Regions from separate parts of the Sus scrofa genome. Here all the other regions are linked to region 1. The links are chromatin contacts, called in public Hi-C maps. All regions are on one chromosome and are shown on one strand. The core of a region is the stretch at or near the end of the contact, and the rest is flanking DNA. Distances in the headings are between cores, read along the strand shown.

Region 1 (4,660 bases), core at 1,114-3,613:
CCTGCCTAAAAAAGAACTGTGGAAAATTTCAAACAAATATATGTATGTGTATGTCTATATGTATCATGAACCTGTTGCTTGTGTGTTTTGTTGTTGTTGTTTTTGTTTTTGCTTTTTTTATAGTTGCACCTATAGCATATGGAAGTTCCCAGGTTAGGGGTGGAATCCGACCTGCAGCTGCCAGCCTATGCCATAGTCTCAGCAATGCAGGACCTGAGCCAAGTTGTGACCTACACCACAGCCCACAGCAATGCTGGATCCTTAACCCATTGAGCAAGGCCACAGATTGAACCTGGATCCTCATGGATACTATGTCATATTTGCAACCCACTGAGCCACAACAGGAACTTGCTGTCACTCAGTTTTAATAATTATTAATTTGTGGCTAATCTTGTCTCATCTATACTCCCATCTACTTTCCTTCCAGCATACTCCAGATAATTTTGAAGCACATTCCAGACACACTTCATCCTCATCATTTCTATATGTGTCTCTAAAAAATAAGGAGTGTTAAAAAATAAAAGCACCCCCCCCACTCTTGCAGGGGTTTTAAAATTTTTTGTTTTCCTTGGAACTCCCTCCTTCCCTTTCTTTCTTTTTCTGTTTCTATTTTTTTTGGTCCCACCTGTGTCATTTGGAAGTTCCAGGGCCAGGGATCAAACTCTCACCACAGCAGTAACCAGCACCTCAGCAGTGATAACTTGGGATATATGGCTGAGCCAGCAGGGAACTCCTGATGTTTATGTCTTGAAGAAACTAGATCTTTTTTTCCTGTCAAATTTTCCCATCTGGATTTTGCTGATTGAATCCCCGTGGAGTCAATTAATAAGACTTTTTTTTTTTTTTTTTCCAGCACCAATGGCACATGGAAGTTCCCAGGCCAGGGATTGAACCCAAACCTCAGCTATGATTTGCCATAGCTGCAGCAATGCTGGATCCTTAACCCACTGGGCTGGGCTGGGGGGCTTGTAATGGAGTCCCCACACCCCAGAGACAAGCAGGATCTTTAACCTGCTGTGCCACTGTGGGAACAGCAATACTTTAAAAATTACTATAATCTCATATATTAATATTTATGAGATCTGGTATGGCAATTTCTATTATGTTTTCAAAATTCAGATGCTCTTTCTCTTCCACATGAATTTTAGAATCAACTTGGCAAATTCCATGACAAAACCTATCAGGATTTTCATTGGAATTGCCTTGAACTTTTTTGGGGGTCGGGGGGTGTGCCCAGGGCATGAGGAAATTCCCAGGCCAGGGATCCACCCCAGACACAGCAATGAGAACGTGGAATCCTTAACCACTAGGCCACCAAGAAACTTTGTGCCTTGAACTTTTAACATGGAAAATTTACAGTATTATATATATCCCCATCTATTAATAAGGTATATACCCTTATTTAATTATTTTTATAGTTACTCAACGAAGTTTTCCCTTTAGAAAAATCTACTGTGAAGATCTTAGGTATATTTTTCAAAACTTTGTAGCCTTTCTTGTTATATGTGTTTATTTTGGCCTCCCACGCGGCAAATGGAGTTGCCTGGCCAGGAATAAGATCCTAGCCAAAGCAGCACTTGCGGCAAAATCACAATTCCTGACCCTGAACCCACTGTGCCCAACCGGGGATCCAATATCAGTCCCAGCGCTCTCAAGAGACCAATGATCCCACTGCACTACAGAGGAAACTGCTTTTGTTATTACGAACGTTCATCTTCTTGTTCTGTCCTTGCTATTATCCTCTAATTGACTACTGATGATGTATAGGACCAGACATTCTTAATTCAAATCCCATCTCCTCCACTTAAAAAATATGACTTTTGATGTTTATTCAACTTCTCTGGGCCTTTGTTTTCTCTTCTACAATACGACAGTAAAAAAGCTAAGGATGTAGATGGAATTAAAAGGGGAGGACCAAGCACCGCCAAATCACCGCTTTAGCCAGTAATATCAGGGCGTGGACTGGATAAAGAGTTCGAGAGACTCCACACTTGGCAGAGACTCCGGGGGCGAGTCTATATTGCATGCAGAGGACTCGATGTTAAAACGAAGTGAATTCTCGTGAATATTCAAAGCACTATGCATAACTACAGGGAGAATAATAAAAAAAAATGAGAAATTCTCTTCCGTGAATGTTTTGGGGAGGTCCAGGACGCACGCCGTTCTGTTACCTAAATTCGACCTCCACCTCTTCAGTTGGTAGTACCATCTTTCCCAAAGAGTTTGGAGCGAAGCATTCTGGGCTTTGTAGTAATTTCTTCTTTGGAATTATCCCTACCGACTCAGGCTCTTGTACTACATTTCCCAGAAGCCTCTGGGGCCGGTTGTTTGCTCGTCCCTCAGGCTGACTTCCGGCGCCGCTGAGATCTCTCGGGCCAATCGGGAGGCTGGGCTAGCCGGATCCTGGCTCTCTGATTGGTGCGTTTGACTGGAGAGTCTGGGTTCAAATTTTCAACGGTACTGAATGAATCCCGCGGCGGGTTTTCTGGGCGGTCGGTTGTCAGCGCCGAGGTGAGGTGAGCCGTGGGGAGAAAAGGGGAGCACCCAGGGCTCAGGGCAGGCTTCTCCCTGATTTCGAGCTTCTGGAGGTCGCCTCCCAGCGCTGCCTTGAGGGCCTGGCTTCTGGGAAAGTGTGCTGCAGGGGCGCCGTTCTGTCCTGCGTAGCGGGAGCCGGGCTTCCGGCCACCCTTCTCTTGGTAATAGGATTTCCCCGTGAAGTCCGTCCGGATCGGGTCTAGCGAGCTGTGTCTTCAGGTAGAGGCAGAGGCCGGCTTGGGAAATAGGTGGAAGGAGGAGTTGGGGGAGACTATGGGCTAAGGATAACGGTAACGACAATTATATTACCCAGCACACATGAAACAGGCGTTTATTGGACTAAGCACTGTTTTCTCATTTAATTTTCACCCAAAGCCGGTGAAGTTAGTGCTATTCTTATCCTTCTTTTATAGGGAGTAAACTGAGGCCTGTAATCTAGAAACATTTTGAGAAAAGGGTGATAAACTGTAGCCCCGCCCTCAAGAAGGCATTTAGCGGAGGAAAACAGCCACAGACAACTGCATTTCAGAACAACTGTGTAAGTTGGAAAGGTAAATGAGGTGGTGTGAGAACATAATTGAGGGCAAGTTTAATTCCACTTGGAGTTGTCTTTCTGTTGGGGGATTTAAAATTCATTGTTTTATCCCTGTCTGCCCAGCCCTTCCTCTTTGTGTGGAACCACTAGTTACTATTGCCTTTCTAATTTCCTATCCTAAAACATGTAGAGATTGAAGAGGGAAGGAAAAGTGAACCAGGCTATAATATTGTGGGATTGTTTTTTTTCTCCTGTTCTCTTTTTTTCCTTTTGTTCGCCCCCGGCAGCATATGTGCCACAGTTGGAACCCTTCCCTGGTTTCTAGATACATGGTTTCTTTTCTCACGACTTTCTAATATTCAAGTACCAAGCATTTCCTGCCAATCAGTCCTGCTTGGGACAAGACAGCATCTGAGTGCTCTACTGATTTCGCTTTATTTATTTATTTATTTTTTAAACTTATTATTATTTTGTCTTTTTAGGGCCAAACGAGGGGCATATGGAAGTTCCCAGGCTAGGGGGTCAAATAGGAGCTGTAAGCTCCTGGCCTATGCCGCAGTTCATGGCAATGCTGTATCCTTACTCACTGAGCAAGGCCAGGAATCAAACCCATACCCTCATGGATACTACTTGGGTTTGTTACTCCTGGGCCATAACAGGAACTCTCTGATTTTGCTTTAAGATCATTGCTTGGATTTCTCCCTGGTTCAGCCTTACCTTATCTTGCCATCCTATGGCCTGTCTTTGAATTTGTCTCACTCATCAGATGTCAACATTTGAACTATTTTCTGTGTTACTAAGGATATTTTTATGTTGTGATCTCAGTATATCACACCCCCTGTCCTGCTATCCCTAAATCAAACTTGGTTGTTTTGGAGTCATACTGTGAGTGTGTCTGTTCAGCATTAAGTTGTCACTCTTGGTTTCAAAATTATTGTGGTTCCCAGCTCACTCAGGTAATTAATTGACCTTTGAGGGTTGTACTCTGTGCTCAGATTGGTACTAGATGCTGTGCATATACAGATATGAGGTTTCTGCTATGCTTCAGGACAAAAGTCTGAATCAAATTGACAAGTGACAATTAGCACAAAACAGCATCTGAGTGCTCTGTTGTTTTGTACTGTAAGTGCCCTGGCAATTTAGAGGTGAGGGAGATCAAGGAGTCTTAAAAGGGACAAGGGTGAGCGTTCCCCGTTAGCTCAGTCTTAACCAGCATTGTCACTGCTGTGGCTCAGGTTCAATCCCTGGTCCAGGATCTTGTGCATGTCTCAGGCACAGCTAAGAAAAGACACACACAAAAAACAAAAAGCAACCCAAAAAACACCCCAAAACAGGCAGGAGTGGCTTTGGGAAGCAGGTAGGACACAAACTACTCTTGATAAAGTGAATTTAGTTAGAACTGAACTAGAACCATCTTGGTGCATGAAAATCTCTCATTCAATATCTGTTGAATTAGAAAGGCAAGAAGGCTTTATTTAAATTGACTACACAATTTCATATATGTGAAACTGAATTTATTGAAATAGGACGGCAAATTTGTTTAAACTTTCAAATTATTTATTTTAATTTTTTTCTTGTCCATCTCTTATT
Region 2 (4,660 bases), core at 1,289-3,788, 130 kb after region 1:
AGAATTTCTTTAGGGAAGGTTGTCACCTTGCACATTAGCTGCAAAATGAAAGGCACTATGGATTGTGAGACTGTATTCAGAAAGCCTATGGGATATACAACCAGCTGTGGAATCGCCATGTCGTAAGTTGTGTATCTTTTCATCTTTACAAAATATCGCCAAATTGCCTTCCAAAGTGTGAGTGTACTGGCAACATATAAGGATTCTTGTTGTTCCAACATGTTCACACTTAGAATTGATATATGTTTAAATTTTTGACTAGCTGAATATTTGAAATCATATCTTCTAATTATTTTGCCTAATGTATCTTAATTGCTTATTGGCAATTTGAGTTTCTTCTGCTGAAATTTCCTTGTTTTGTATATTTTGTCCACTTTTCTTTTGTAGGTTGTGGGGGAAGAGTCTTTTTCTTAATGGTTTGCAGGAGTTCTTTGAATACTAGCCCTTTGTTCAATATGATGCAGATTTTTATTCCTAGTCTGTAGCTTGTCTTTTAATCCAATTTATGGTATCTTTTGTTATATGACAGTTTAAATTTTGAGAGAGCCACAGATCAGTTTTCCCTTCTGAGTAAATGCTTTATAAAGAAACCCTTCACCACCATGAGATATACATATGGAGTTCTCGTTGTGGTTCAGTAGATTAAGAGCCCCACATAGGAGTGTGCAGCATAGGTCACAGATGCAGTTCAGATCTGGTGTAGGTCAGCAGCTGCAGCTCAGATTTGACCCCTAGCCTGGGAACTTTGATATGCTGCCGGTGCGGCCTTAAAAAGAAAAAAAATGTATATGCAGTTGACCCTTGAATAACATGAGTTTGAACTGAGCAGATCCACTTATGTGTGAATTTTTTTTCTTTTTTCTTTTTGGCTATTGCTGAAGAAGTTCCCAGGTCAAGGATGGAACCTGTATCACAGCAGTGACCGGAGCCACAGCAGTGACCGGAGCCACAGCAGTGAAAATGCCAGATCCTTAACCACCAGGTCACTAGGGAACGCCAGGATTTTTTTTTTTTCAATAAATATATACTACAGTACTACACAGTTGGAGGTTGGTTGAGTCCAAGGATGAGGGGAATACAGATAGGAAGGGCTGACTGTAAAGTTATGGTTGGTTTTTCAACTGCTTGGGAGTTGGCGCTCTTAACTGAAATATTTGTTTGCCATATTAATTTTCTTTTTCTTTTCTTTTCTTTCTTTCTTTTTTCTTTTTTTTTGTCTTTTTAGGGCTACATGGCATATGGAGATTCCCAGGCTAGGAGTCGAATAGGAGTTACAGCTGCTGGACTATGCCAGGCCATAGTAATGCCAAATCTGAGCCATGTCTTCTGCCTACACTGCAGCTTGCAGCAGTGCTGGATCCTTAACCCACTGAACGGGGCCAGGGATGGAATCAGCATCCTCATGGATACTAGTCACATTCATTACCGCTGAGCCACAACAGGAACTCTGCTATATTTATTCTTTAATCCACTAGAATTGGTTATCTATTTTTTACTCCTATGGAAAATCAGTTTCTCAGGGTCATTTATTGAGTTCTTCATCCTTTTGCTACTGATTTATGATGCCTCTACCTCTCTACTGTACACTAGATTCTCTTTCTCTCTCACACACACATGCATATACACACCCCTGTGTTTGTTTCTAGGATCCCTATTGTATTACATTAGTATTTGCCTCTCCATGCACCATAATGGGATTGATATACAAAGAAATATCTCTCTTCCTCAAAACATACACTTTGTTGTTTTGGTTTGACAAGGGCTCTCAATAATCCTAATTGGATTTGGAAAAATACATGTCTATATGATACCTCAAGTCTTTCTATCCATGTACATGGTATATCCCTCCACTTATTCATGTCTTCTTTAATGTTCTTCAATAATATTTTGTAATTTTCTCTATGAGAATATAGACTCCACAATATTTGTTGGTTTTGTTCACTGCTATAGCATCGGAGTCAAGAATGGCACAGGACATAGAGCAGATGCTTAATAAAAATTTGTTGTTTAATGAAATGTCATGTATATATTTTGTTAGACATATTCCTACATAACATATTTTTGTTGCTACGAAACAACAAAAAATTTTAAATAGTTTCTAATTTTTAATAGTTATCTCCCCTGGCAGAGTGGAATCAAGGCACGGAAGGACAAAGAGCCAATACAGGGTGCAATAACGAATAAATTGCCACTTGGGGTTATATGCAGGGGAGAGAATGAATCAAATGGTTAGGGAAGAGTGGGCACTAGTAGACAGCGTTGAGGTGAGTCCTGGCATAGAGTTGGTGCCTAAGAATTAAAGAGTGATTGAAAGGGACCAGAAATGACTGGTCATGTGACGAATTGAGCAGGTAATTTAGTGAAGGACCGTGTAAGGAAACTTAGATCCATGCACTGGTCAGAAGCTGACAACTTTTCAGATGCAGCGCTATTAGGTGCAGCCAGAGGAGGCGCTAGGCAGTGAGTGCCCACGGCTGGCAGTCAGTCTCTGGCCTGGTGTGCCCCAGGGGCGCGGAAGCATGGGGCTGGGAAAGAAAGGTTGAGGGAGTAGAAAGGTCTCGGCCACATCGGCCAGCACCGGCTACGATCGGCTACGATCGGCTTGGCTCTGTTTGCTGCGCGGGAAGGAGTGCCCTTGCCTCATCCAAACAGAGCGGCAGAGCGTCACTCCGTCACCTTGGCAACGAGACGCACAGGCTCGAGCCGGAGTCAGTGGCGGTTTGGAGCCGGCCCTGAGGAATCGTATCATGTCGCGACCTAAGGTAAGAGTGCCCCTAGATCCAGATGTTTCATCGCCCCTAGAGAGGGAGGGAAAACGCAGAGGGTTCAGAAGTTGAGGAGTCCTTCGAGGAGGGATTCCGGTTAGAATGAGAAGAAAATGATGAAATGAGAGAAAAGACTACAAGTCCCGGCATGCCGCGCGACGCCGGAGTTTCCGCGCTAGTCCAAGGAACCCAGTTTGCTGGCGGGAAATTTACGTAACTCTAGGATTCTAAACTGTACTCGGCGATTTTCGTGACCCTGAGGGACGCTCAGAATTTCTGATTTCCTGACCTGGAAAAGCTCTTAGAGATCTAGTCAGATCTAGTCACCCCACAGTCTTCTTGCTGCTGGCTCATCCATCTCCCAAATGCTAATTAGTGTCTTTTTCCAGGAGAGCCCAGAGTGCTGCCCAATGGGGACGCAGAGGTGAATCTGACAAGCCCCAGCCCTCTAGGAGTGCACAGGCCCATCCGTGTCCCCATTTCAAAAGTGGAAAAGATTAGACGCAGAGAGAGGAATGAATGACTCTAGAATCCAGGTCTCCCACCTCAGCCTGCTTCTTAACACGTGTTCCACCTCCATTTCTTTAATTCCCTCCCGAGGGTAATCACTCAGCAAAAGATGAGTGATTACATTGGGTCCATCCAGTTAATACAGGATAATCGCTGTTTTAAAGTCAGGTGCTTCACAACTTTAATTCCATCTACAACCTTAATTTCCCTTTGCCCTGTAATATAACATATTTATAGATTTGAACATGGGCACATTTTGAGGAGCATTATTCTGTTTACCACAATATACCATCATCACATAATTGGAAAATGAAAATGTAAAAACTTACAATAGGATCACAAAAAAAAAACCCCATACCTATGAATAAATCTAATTTTAAAAGTTTAAGACTTCTGTACTGAAAACTAGAAAACATTATGGGAATAAATTAAAGACAAATTAATAAAGAGATAGACCATATTCATAGAATGATGAATACAATAATTTATGATGTTACTTCTTCCCCAAATGATCTGTACATCCAATACAATCCCAATAAAAATATCAATATGCTTTTTTGGGTAGAAATTAGCAAGCTGATTCTAACATTTATATTGAAGTCAGAGGACCTCAAATTGCAAAGACAATCTTGAAAAAAAAAAAGTTGGAGGACTTGTACTACCTGATTTCAAGATTTACTAGAAAGCTAATTAAGACAGCGTGATAGTGACCTAAGAGTAGACAAATAAGTCAATAGAACAGAATAGAGTCTAGAGATAGATCCACCTATACATAGGCAATTGAATTTTGTCAGAAGAGCCCAAAGACTTCAGTGAGAAAAGGGAAAGTCTTTCAAATAAAGACCCTGGAGCAACTGAATAAACATACATAAATATGAGCAAATAAAAAATATTTTACTTGGATAATGCTGGAGGAGTTAGAGGGGTTGAATGGACAAAAGGGATAAAATTTCACTTGCTGGAGTTCCTGTCATGGCTCAGTGGTTAATGAATCCAACTAGGAACCATGAAGTTGCAGGTTCAATCCCTGGCCTTGCTCAGTGGGTTAAGGATCCAGCATTGCCATGAGCTCTGGTGTAGGTCGCAGATGTGGCTCAGATCCCGCGTTGCTGTGGCTCTGGCGTGGACCAGTGGCTACAGCTCTGATTGGACCCCTAGCCTGGGAACCTCCATATGCCGAGGGGGCAGCCCAAGAAAATGGCAAAAAGACCAAGAAAAAAAAAATTCAGCTGCTTTTTTTTGGGGGGGGGGCACTTAGTTCTGCCAGTTTGGTAAAGCTGTGTCCTCTATCCCCTTCCACTGGCTCTTTGGGGGGTAGGATTATATAGTAGGCAGATTCCTAAGATGGCCTATCTAAATCACAGATGGAGCCTGTGAATTTGATA
Region 3 (4,660 bases), core at 1,182-3,681, 66 kb before region 1:
TGCGACATATGGAGGTTCCCAGGCTAGGGGTCTAATCGCAGCTACAGCTGCTAGCCTGCCCCACAGCTCACAGCAACGCCTGACCCTTAACCCACTGAACAAGGCCAGTGATCGAACTGGCAACCTCTTGGTTCCTAGTCGGATTCGTTCCTGCTGCACCACGATGGGAACTCCCTATTCTTCTCATGTGTTTTAGATCCTGTTTGTTATAACTTAGGCTTGTGTGTTCATAAATATATTGGCCTAGAATGCCCTTTCCTTTCCTTCTTTGCCTTCCTTCTTGCTTGCCTTTCCTCTCTTCCTCTGTGCTATGCAGCCTTGCACGGTTTTCATAACCATTATATAATTTTATCAAAAAAAAAAAAAGTTTGAGGAAGTTCCCATGTGGTACAGGCGGGCTAAGGATCTGGCGGTTGCTATAGCTATGGTGCAAGTACCAACTACAGTGTAGGTTTGATCCCTGGCCCCAGAACTTTTACATGCCGTGGTTATGGCTAAAAAAAAAGGATTTGAAAGCTTTAGGTCATTTTCTATGTTCCGGAACTCATGACTGATTAATTAATTAATTAAAAAATTTTTGGCCTTACCCATGGCATGTGGAAGCTCCCGGGCCAGGGATCAAACCTGAGCCACAGCAGTGATAATGCCAATCTTTAACTCACTGAGCCACCAGGGAACTCCTTGATTATTTTAAAATACTCAAGGGAGGTCCTATTGTGGCTTAGCAGGTTAAGAACCCAACTAGTATCCATGTGGATGCAAGTTTGATCCCTGGCCTCACTCAGTGGATTAAGGATCCAGCAGTGTTGCAAGCTGCAAATGCAGCTTGGATCTGGTACTGCTGTGGCTGTGGTGAAGGCCTGCAGCTACAGTTCCAATTCGACCCCTAGCCTGGGAACTTCCACATGCTGCAGGTGCAGCCCTAAAAAAAAGACAAAAGATAAAAATAGGAAAAGAATGAATCTGCCATAAGTTAATTGTTGAAGCTCTATGATGAGTACCCAGGGTTTGTGTATGACCATGGAAACTTCTCTAAGATTCACTATTAAGGTGGAAAAAGCAAGGCACAGTATGTATATTACCATTTGTGTAAAAAAAAAGGATCAGAATATATATATATTTTGTCTTTTCAGGGCCGCACCAGTGGCATATGGAAGTTCCCAGGCTAGGGGTCAAATCCGAGATGCAGCTGCTGGCCCACGCCACAGCCAGAGTCACAGCCACAGCCACAGCCACAGCAATGCGGATCTGAGCCGAGTCTGTGACCTACACCACAGTGCACGGTAATGCTGGATCCTTAACCCACTGAGCAAAGCCAGGGATTAAACTCCCACCCCACATAGTTGGGTTCTTAACCTGCTCAGCCACAATGGAAACTCCGAGAATATATTTATATTTATGTATTAGCCTTTGTATAAAGAAGTTTCTAGAAGGGTGGATATTAAGAATCTGGGGAGGGGACCTTGAGTGGCTAGGTTAAGGGACAGGGGTCAGGGACGCATTGTGGGCCTAAGGGTAGCAGGAGGCTGGAGGCTTTGGTCTTGAACCAAGGGGAATGGTGACCCTGAGCCCCAGGAGAGCCGTGACAAGTTCTTTTTTTTAGGGCCGCATCTGCGGCATGTGGAGGTTCCCAGGCTAGGGGTCTAATCGGAGCTACAGCTGCCAGCCTACGCCACAGCCACAGCAACGCTGGATCCGAGTGGAATCTGCCACAGTTATGACAACGCTGGATCCTTAACTGAGAGAGGCCAGGGATCGAACCCGCAGCCTCATGGTTCCTGGTCAGATTCGTCTCCGCTGGGCCATGACGGGACCTCCCCTTGGCAAGTTCTGAATCTGGTACCCATGAGTTGGAAGTGTAGACGTCCTTCCGGTGAACATGGCAGAGGATGGAGGGGAGGACACCACGGAAATCTGGCCAGACAGAGGTCGTGGGCACTCTGGGAGGGAATCTGGGTTGGGAGTGGCTTTTAGGTGGCAACCATCGGCCACCAGGGGGCAGTCAAGCTCGGTCCTTAAGGGTGGTGGGGCGGAGAGCCTGAGGCAGGTCCTGCCCCCCAGGCCCGCCCCCTTAGCTGGAGTTCTGCTCCCTTTCCCAGACCCCTCCCTGACCTCTGGCCACAGCCACGTGAACTCCATGAGGAGCACCTCCTTCCTCCTCCTAGGAGTCCGCTTGATGGTGGGGTCATCGCTGCTGCCCCCTCAACTTCCAGCACCCCCAAACTTTGCTAGGTTATCTCATTCAATCTTGATGACAACTGCTTGAGATGGGCACTACCGTCCTACCCATTTCATAGATGGGAAAGCTAGGGCATAGAGAGGCTAGGTAACTTGCCCAAAGACCAGGAATGCTGACTCAGGATACACACCTGGCCTGTCCACCCTCAGAACTGGAGCATTAACCAAACCATGGCTTCTCCACTCTGCTCCCCTTTGAGAACCTTCTTCACACAGCAGCCAGAGGGCGCTTTGGGGGCCATAAGGGGTATATCACTCCCTGACAACCTTCCTCTGGCTCTCCCTGCCCTCAAGATCAAGTTCGGTCCCCCTCAATCCACCTCTGGCACCATATTGACCCAGGAGCCCACAGACACACCGACTTTTCTTCAACCTGAAGAAAACTCTTTGCTCTTCCTGTGCATTTGCTTCAACAGAGCCACTCTTGCCTCCCTGCTTCTTTGGGATAATTCTTATAGCCTGCCTGTTCAGGCCCTGGCTCTGATGTCACTTCCTCCAGGGAGCCCTCCCTGAATCCCAGACAAGCTCAGGTTCTGTGTGAAATGCTGTTGGACACTCGTTACGAGCCTTTTGGGTTGTACTGGTCTCAGACATGTGCTTCGCTTTGTAATTATAATCATACCCCTATTCCCAAATCTCAAATCACCTCTCTAGCGCTCTCACTGATCCAGCAGCCAGTCTTGGGGCATTATCTTTAAAACGTTATCTCAAATCTGACCCCTTCTTACCTCCTTCCCCATTAGGTCCTTTATGTCTTGCCATGATTCCTCAGGGTCACCCTGTTGCCTCCTCTGCCCTGCAACAGCTGGCACCATCCTTATATTCATCTGGCTGTCCCCACTGCCCTCCCTGGCAGCCTCTCTGCCAGCCAAGCAGCCCCCACCCCCACCCCCCCGCTGGCCCCGTCCCGCAGCACACTGAAGCCTGGGCCCTTTGTTCACTGAATCAACACAGTTTATTACTGAACTGCACTTTCACCTTCACACAGACTATTTCAAAGAGCTGGAACAAGTGTGGGGTGGGGGTTGGGGGAGGGACAGGTGTCCCTCAGGAGCCAGGACCCCCGGCTGGCTTCCCCGGACCAGGGCAGGGGAGGGAGCATCAGGCTGTTTGACCTCCGGGCACCAGCTCTCCACGTGCACACGCACAGCAAGCCAGCAGCTCCTCACACATAAATACAGACACGCTTAACAAAAATAGTATATCATCTTCACAAGGAATAAAAACTAGTCTCAAATATGTACAGCAGAGAGCCCGGGGTGGCCGGGGCTAGGCCGGGACCCCCAGGGATGAGACAGGCCATGGGTGGAGCAGAGGAGAGAAGGAGGCCTGAAGAGCTCCTGGCCAGGCCACTCTGACCTCGGCAGCCCGGCTGCCCAGGCTGAACGAGGGTGGTGCACAAATCGTTTGGGCCAGGCAGGCAGGTCTGGCCCCTCCAGCAGCCCTCCCTTCACGGCAGCATGAGGCTCTCCTTCCTGCCCTTCTTGCCTGAGGTAGGGAAGACCCTAGGGCTCCCACAGCTGCTCCCTGTAGCTCCCCTCACCTCTGGCTGAGGCTCCTGACCCCCATGGGCAGCAGCCCAAGGCAAAGATGCCACAGGCTGATCTCCTTGCAGGAAGTGAGGCAGCTGAGGCCATAAACAGCTCTGGGGCACCTGTCTAGGGCCCAGTTGGTCCCTCAGTCATGGTCATGGGAGCTGGGGAAGAGGAAGGGGAAGGGAGCGGAGGTGGTGCTAAACCGCGAGGGCCACCCGAGCTTTGGCGTGGGGTGCTTCCTGCAGCTACAGCCCCCTCCATCCCAGGTGGGGCTGACCTCTAGCCAGAGGCCTCTAGTGGACACTGGGATTTGGGGGTAGGGACTTTGGCCAGGCCAGAGGTGGGGAGAGGGTCCTGGTCCTTTTTACTTTCTCCCAAGCAGCCTGAATCCGTAATTAGTCAGAAGTGGCCCTAAGTAGCTCTTGGAGGGTGGGCATGAAAGGAAGGGGAGCCCAGGTCCGGGAGGGGGAAGACAGGAAATGATCAATTCTGAGGCCACAAACATCAAAACGAAGGCAATCTAGTCTCTTTTTCTGGGGAAAAGGGTCAGAAAGCTCTCTGTGTCCTGGGCAGGAGAGCATTCTCTGGGAGGCTGGGGGAGGGGCTCCACCTATTAGGCAGGGAATTCTGGCCCCTGCCACAATCCCTCCACCACCCTGGCACCTGCCAGCTTCCATGGGGCAGATTTGGGGGAAACTTTGTGGGTTTTGAGGCCAGGAGAACTGAGGTGTTGGGGAAGGCGGCTCTCACAGAAGCATGGTAGATTCTAGAAACTAACTGCAGGGGACCAGGTTAGGCCCAACCCTGTGAGGGGTGGGTAGCGGTGGGCTGCACGTAGTGGTTCTCCTGGTGGCAATGGTGGCTGGACGGAGGGACGTGGTGGGGGC

Evidence for each region. Hi-C and Micro-C count contacts between places; a contact is called where the count stands out from the background.
Region 2: a Hi-C map of liver shows a contact between it and region 1, with 13 times the contacts expected there. The contact joins the promoter of TTLL9 here to the promoter of TPX2 in region 1. A contact is called at or near these places in 3 of 47 Hi-C or Micro-C datasets (heart right ventricle, liver and skeletal muscle).
Region 3: a Hi-C map of fetal liver shows a contact between it and region 1, with 1.9 times the contacts expected there. The contact joins the enhancer-like site here to the promoter of TPX2 in region 1. A contact is called at or near these places in 8 of 47 Hi-C or Micro-C datasets (alveolar macrophages, blood, embryonic fibroblasts and 4 more) and 2 of 2 datasets of contacts at active chromatin or transcription factors (alveolar macrophages and skeletal muscle).

What each region holds. Positions count from the first base shown.
Region 1 is chr17:35,428,908-35,433,567 of Sscrofa11.1, forward strand. TPX2 (targeting protein for Xklp2) reads left to right here and starts at 2,364. Exons shown (of 19, transcript XM_021078098.1): 1 at 2,364-2,516; 2 at 2,949-3,086.
Region 2 is chr17:35,555,835-35,560,494 of Sscrofa11.1, forward strand. TTLL9 (probable tubulin polyglutamylase TTLL9) reads left to right here and starts at 2,539. Exons shown (of 15, transcript XM_003483936.4): 1 at 2,539-2,762. The coding sequence starts at 2,748.
Region 3 is chr17:35,362,965-35,367,624 of Sscrofa11.1, forward strand. It overlaps a transcript of BCL2L1 not described here. Among named protein-coding and RNA genes, the nearest start is that of ID1, 49 kb to the left of the region's middle. Within about 2 kb of position 2,432, at least 35 of the 83 cell types and tissues checked have an H3K27ac peak or open chromatin away from gene starts, as enhancers often do. A contact at or near this core is called in alveolar macrophages, fetal liver, liver and 2 more, where this site is marked.